2 separate regions of the Mus musculus genome follow, and region 2 is linked to region 1. The links are chromatin contacts, called in public HiChIP or PLAC-seq maps. All regions are on one chromosome and are shown on one strand. The core of a region is the stretch at or near the end of the contact, and the rest is flanking DNA. Distances in the headings are between cores, read along the strand shown. Region 1 overlaps Sox13 (SRY (sex determining region Y)-box 13). Region 2 has its middle 69 kb from the start of Sox13.

Region 1 (2,897 bases), core at 383-2,882:
AGTTCCTTTCCCCTCCCCCCTCCTCCTCTTCCTCCTCCTCCTTGAAGAGAGTTTAAGCAGCCTTGGCTGTCCAGGAACTTGCTCTGTTGACCAGGTTATCCTTGAACTCATGGAGATCCCCCTGCCTCTGCTTCCTGAGTGCTGGGATTAAAGGTACATGTCACTAACCATCCAAGTGTCTTGGCTTCTTTCTTTCTCTCTCTCTCTCTCTCTCTCTCTCTCTCTCTTTCTTTCCTTTGTTCTTTTGTTCTTTCATGACTTATTTCATTTTATGTGCATTGGTGTTAGCGTGTCAGATCCTTTGGAACTGGAGTTACAGACAGTTGTGAGCTGCCATATGGGTGCTGGGAATTGGACCTAGGTCCTTTGGAAGAGCAGCAGTGCTCTTAACCACTAAGCCATCTTTCCAGCCCCAGCCTTGGTTTCTTTTGATCACCTTTTCCTTACCCAGAACTTATCAAGACCGACCTTGTGAACCTGGAACATAGTGGTCAGTTTGTCTTTATTGGGTTAAAACATAGGGGTAGTGGGAGAATGAGTGGGCACCAACCAGAGGATGTAAGATGTAGGCTTGGTGTTAATGAGTGACTTCAGACATCCCTCCTTTGCCAGATAGGATGTCCCAGACTCTGGCTTCTGTAGTGTTCTTTTAAGAAAGAGATTGCAGCATCCTGTAGTGCTTGTGGCCAAGTAAAGGTATACTGTGACTGCTCACATTTTAAAAAAAAGATTTTATATTTATATGAATATACTGTTGCTGTCTTCAGACACACCAGAGAGGGCATTAGAACCCATTACAGATGGTTGTGAGTGACCATGTGGTTGCTGGGAATTGAACTCAGGACGTTGGGAAGAATAGTCAGTGCTCTTAGCCTCTGAGCCATCTCTCCAGCTTGACTGCTCACATTTTGTTTCTCCTTCCTTTGGCTAATACCCAGGCCTGTTCCTGGTGAACTTGTGATAAGGTTGACCAGTCCCTGCTGCAACAGCCTAGAATTCTTCCCTTCCTGGGAGACAAGAATGGCCCAGTCAAATTCTTGGTTCTGTTGGAATGACGCACACCTGAAGATACATACCGTCAGCTCTTCAGAGAAGATCTCTTGGGGACGGATGCATCACAGTATCAGCCCCAGCAGCACCTCTCTCTTGGGTCTAACTTTGTATTGATTGACAATGCTTTGGCGCCTTTCTGTTGCTGGAAGACCATGTGGCGGTTGGGGGAACCACCTCAAGTACTGACTCTTCCAGGCCACTGCTCTCCACTCTATGGGACTTGTATCCCTCAGAAAGCCCAGTGCTGAGTTGGGTTCTGAGCTAGAGGCACTTGCTGGGTGGCCACCACCTTTCTCAGGCTCTGGGCAGGGGCTAGAGTTTCACTGAGCCTCCATCTGCCGATGTGGATAGATACCACTTGGCCAGCCAGTGGGATCCATCAGTCCTGGGGCTGGAGTATTGTCTGTTCATAGCCAGCTGAGAGACTTAAAACAGCCACAGCTGGACCTCATCCACCATAGGTCTGCTGCAAGGGGCACGGGGACCATCAGGAAAGGGTTGCCCTCAGCCTGCAGCCTGCCCAGCTCCCAGCCCTGAGTAAACACAGAGATAGGATCGGGTGGAGTCAGGAAGGGTGGCAGGGTGCGGCCTGTGGGAAGAATGGCAGGATGTGGCACGGGGCACCATTCTGGGCACCCACGCCTTGGGACCATTGTTCAGGGCAGCCCGAGGCTCTCAACTCTCTGGGGTTTCAGAGGAAGTGACATTCCCTTTGGGACCAGGGCCTGCCCCACCCATGTTACATGGATCTCTTTCCCTGACGATGCCCTTGGCACCAGCCACTCTTGACAAGCAGGGGGCGGGGAGGGCAGCCATGGAGGTTTGCTGTGCCCAAGTGGCCCTCTCTCTGAGGGTCTGCCTGCCTGTTGCATATGTCTTCCTGTGCCCTGGGTCTGAGTCACAGTCAGTCGACGATAACTTGAACCTCTCTCTGCATCTTGTGCGGAGGGAACGGGAACTGTGCATCTGGAGGGAGGAAGGGCTGAGAGTGAAGACTTTTCTTTGATCCCCATTCACCTGGGTCTGTGGCTGGGTGATTAGAAAAGGAAGTGGCTGGTGGCTTGTTTGGGGCAGAAGGGGGTTGGCAGAGAGTGGGAGTTGGAGTGGGGAAACCGGCTTGTGGGGAGAATGGGGGGGCAAAAAGGTGGCACTCTGCCCCTCCTCATCCTTGGAGGGGCTTCTCCACCCCTTTATCCAGACACTGGATTCAAAGTCCCAGGCAGCAGTTCAGAAACTCAAGGGAGAAGATGGCTGAAGCCCCCTCCTGTGAAGGGATGGCACCCTTTGAGGATGCTTAGTGAGATAAAGTTAAAGAGGAAGGAGTGGGAGACCTGCGAGGTGGGCTTCCTAGGAGAGAAGGAAGGTAGAGGAGGCGCTTACTGTTCAACCTCCTTGTTGGTGGAAGGCCTCTGACTGTAGTTCTGAAGTAGGGCTATCCCAAGGAGCACACACACTTGACTTCTCTAGGCCTCGCTATCTCCATTTATCTAAAAACTGGGATGCTGGACAGGAGGGAGGGCCACAGATAACACAGGAGAACTTCCACTGAGCTGGGTGCTGATGAGCGGTATCTGATTGATGGCTCCTGGCTAGGACTTGGGGTTACAGAATAGGGTAGAACTGGGGGATCCCATAGTTGTCTCCTGTGCACTGAGGGCTTTGGGTTTGGGGAATCTGGAAAGAGGGAAATCCCCTGAGAAGGCATGGCATGCGTTTTGCAAGGAAGGCGTTATTAAGGAGATTGATAGGGTCTTTAGCCCCTGGAGAAGAAGGGGCTTCAGGGAGGCTCCTATCAGGTCTATAAGAAAGCGCTTGTCCCAGCAGGGGAGAAAGAAGGAGGAATG
Region 2 (3,003 bases), core at 265-2,764, 93 kb before region 1:
CTTCTACCTCCCAAGTGTTGGGATGATAGATGTGTGCTTCCAGGGTTTATTCGCTGCTGGGGACCGAGCCCAGAGCTTTGTGCACACTGGACTACTTTCCACCTCTGAGCCATGCTCCCCACCCCAGATGTTGCCTTACAACAGAGCTTCCGACCCGCTGTGGCCTCCACTACCAGCTCACTTCCCACTTCTCAACTTTGTTCTAGTTAGATGCTTTGATTTTCTTGGCCAGTGGCTATTTCCAGAGATCAAATCAGTAGCTGTAAAATGGATAAAACACTAAACATCAAAATCATTGACTATGTCAAACTTGAAATGCCATTGAAGACTTGGCAGGAGTGATTGTCAGTTAACTCAACTCTTCATTTCCTGGACTATGGAGTCCTAGCACTGGTCACCTGTAGTGAGCCCTATGGACAATGGGTCTGTCCCTGAGGAACTCCGGTTTCACTGATGTGTGGGCAGGGGACAAAGGGTATATGCCCAGTAGTTTCACACACAGGCCAGATTGGGCAGGGGGTGTCACACCCACATGTCTGAAGACACACACCATTTTGAGTTGTGGGGTGGGGAAGCTGATGAAGGGCCCAGAAATGGACTTAAGACCTCTGATGTGTCCCTGTATCCTTCCCATGTCCCCCTGCTTTAGGGTTTCCTGTATAAACTTTTGTATACGGCTCTCCTGGAAGTGCCAAGGGAGAGTCCAGCCACCATGCCCTCCCTGGTTCGACTGGGACTCTTACTGGCCACCAAGGTTACAACCCAGATTCCACTCCACCCCTGCCTTCAAAGTAGGCACGGGTACTTCGGGCTTCTTTTTTGCTGGAGTCTAAGAATCCTGCCAGTCATGGCTGGCGAAGTGAGGTAGGCACAGGACAAAGCAGGAATCAAAAGCAGTCTGGGATTTGAGAGGACCTGGCTGTCCTCTGGGCCTCTCCTAGTAGCTTCCCCTAACCCCAGACTGCACCCTCCCCTTCCTGTTCCCCTTCCTCCCCGAGCTCTGAGCAGCCAAGCTTAGCTTCCAGTCAGACTTTCCGGAAATCCCCTACCCAATTTCCATCTCCTGAAACAAAGACTCTCCAGAGGCTTTGCCCATTGTCCTTGGGACAGGAACAATGAAAGGGCGGAGTCGCCTCCGGCTGCGGGGCTGGCTCTAGTCCTGGCTGGTCTCCTGTTAAAGCATTGGCCAGAGCGCAGGGTCCCACACTTAGGGGCACAGCCTGCAGCCTTTCTTCTTCTAGCTGAACCTCTGAGTCTCAGGGCTGTAGCTGGACACCTGCCGTGCCTCCCGCAGGCTTAAAGTGGCCCCCGCTGCCTACTAAATCCCCTTCGTCCCAGGGGCTATTCTGCTCTTGCCCACCCCCAACTCAACGTCCAGTCCAGCTCCTCTGACCCTGGGGGGACCCGGCCCCTTCCCTACGGCTCGCCTTGCGGGGTCGGGTCACAGGAGGCCGGAGGATTCCAATGTGCAAATAAACACAAGTGGCTTTGATCAGGGCGACTGGCACAAGAAAAACGAGCGCCCTGGTCGCCAGAAAGGGGCGCTTGAAAGCGGGCTGAGGAAGAGCGCGGGGGAGCTCTATTCCTTTCGCTGCTCTGAAAACCTATTTTGTTTGAAAAAGAAAATAGGCGATCCTGGGAGAGGGCCCCCGCCAGGCATTTCAGACTTTCCCTGGAACCGAATATCCCATGAGTGGTTCTTTCTGTTCCCAGTAGGGGGTGGGCTGCCTGGACCCCACCCTCCCTGGAGGCCTCGCCTTTGGAACATCTCGGGTGCCCTAGGGAGAGACAGAGGCAGAAAGGAGCTGGGCTGGGGTGGGGTTGCAGGCTGGGAGGGGGCCGGGCCTATTGTCTCCCTGGGCACCAATCCACAGCCCCAGGCAGCTTAGAGAGGGCAGACAAAGGAGGGAATGGGAGGCACAAAGGGGCGCGGAATGAAACGGTAAGTAAAGGCAAACAAAAGTGAACCAGGGAGACAAAAGCTGGGAACAATATTCCCCAGGCAATAGGCTCTGGGAACAATAGGGACACTGACAGCCCCACAAAGACACCAGTGTCTCCAAGTAGACGTTATCTCAGGCAGTGGTTGGCAGCCCCGCTCTGGCTGCAGCTATTTTCAGTGCCGCTTTTGTGCCATGCTGAACAATATTCCTTGCATGGCTGCTGATAGAAAGATGAGAAGGTTTCTGTTTGATTCTCTCCTTCCTTCCCTCCTCCTCCCCCAGTTCCAGCCCTACCAGCTCCAAGGCACTGCAAGCCCAAGGCACTGGCCCCATCGGGGCTGTGTGCTTTGTGTGTGTGTGTGTGTGTGTGTGTGTGCTGGAGAAGACCCAGGCAGCAAGCCAAGAGGGTCTCTTGCAGCACTTCCGCCTGCCCTCCGACTGCCCAGGGCCACGGAGAGTGGAAGACAATGGAGAGTGGGAGATTAGGGCTGGGCAAGTAGAACTTGGGAAACCCAATTACCTAAAGTAGTGAACCCTTAAAGAGACCCACTTGGCATTCTTGGCCTCACTGTTGCTGGCTCTTCAGCAGAAAGGGGTCCCACCCTGCCACTCTGCTGCCTCCTCCTGTCGGTGATCCCCACCCACAGCTTCCTTCCCTTCTGTCCCTTAGCCTTGTGAGCTCCCAACCTCTCTTCCCAGCTACACCATAGCAAACCTAAGGGGTCAGCAAAGTCAACTCTAGTCTTAGGAAAGCATGGTTGTAGGATACTGGCCCCTCCTAGACCAGCCAGACTTTGCTCAAGACTGCCCAAGTCACATCCCACTGTGTTAGCCTCTCTGTGGTCAGAAACTCTGACCTGGAATTCTGACCCAGGCGCTCCTTTCTCATGGCTACTCTGCCAATGAAGAGAGTGACACAAGTCTCTTGGGATTCATTATGTATGGCTTCACTGTGGGCTTTAATGCAGCCTCACGTTACCTAACTGCTATGGATATTGTCATATTCAGGTCATTTTCTATGTGGCTCAACCCCTTTGAGGTCTCTAGCTTCCTACGACAA

What was found. HiChIP or PLAC-seq counts read pairs in DNA pulled down with a chosen protein or histone mark.
Region 2: a contact with region 1 is called in an HNF4G HiChIP or PLAC-seq map of pancreatic cancer cells. The contact joins two enhancer-like sites. A contact is called at or near these places in 5 of 39 promoter capture datasets (cranial neural crest, embryonic stem cells, frontonasal cranial neural crest and 1 more), 1 of 15 datasets of contacts at CTCF or cohesin (embryonic stem cells), 21 of 484 Hi-C or Micro-C datasets (the AML12 cell line, cerebral cortex, cortical glia and 8 more), 21 of 115 datasets of contacts at active chromatin or transcription factors (cardiomyocytes, embryonic hindbrain, embryonic midbrain and 8 more) and 1 of 9 other capture datasets (adipose tissue).

Annotation. Positions count from the first base shown.
Region 1 is chr1:133,399,331-133,402,227 of GRCm38.p6, reverse strand. The region is part of intron 1 of Sox13 (SRY (sex determining region Y)-box 13); the gene reads left to right. Among named protein-coding and RNA genes, the nearest start is that of Sox13, 23 kb to the left of the region's middle. Within about 2 kb of position 1,632, at least 30 of the 459 cell types and tissues checked have an H3K27ac peak or open chromatin away from gene starts, as enhancers often do. A contact at or near this core is called in adipose tissue and pancreatic cancer cells, where this site is marked.
Region 2 is chr1:133,491,637-133,494,639 of GRCm38.p6, reverse strand. No RefSeq gene overlaps it. Among named protein-coding and RNA genes, the nearest start is that of Sox13, 69 kb to the right of the region's middle. RefSeq lists an enhancer at 579-2,771. Within about 2 kb of position 1,514, at least 188 of the 459 cell types and tissues checked have an H3K27ac peak or open chromatin away from gene starts, as enhancers often do. A contact at or near this core is called in adipose tissue and pancreatic cancer cells, where this site is marked.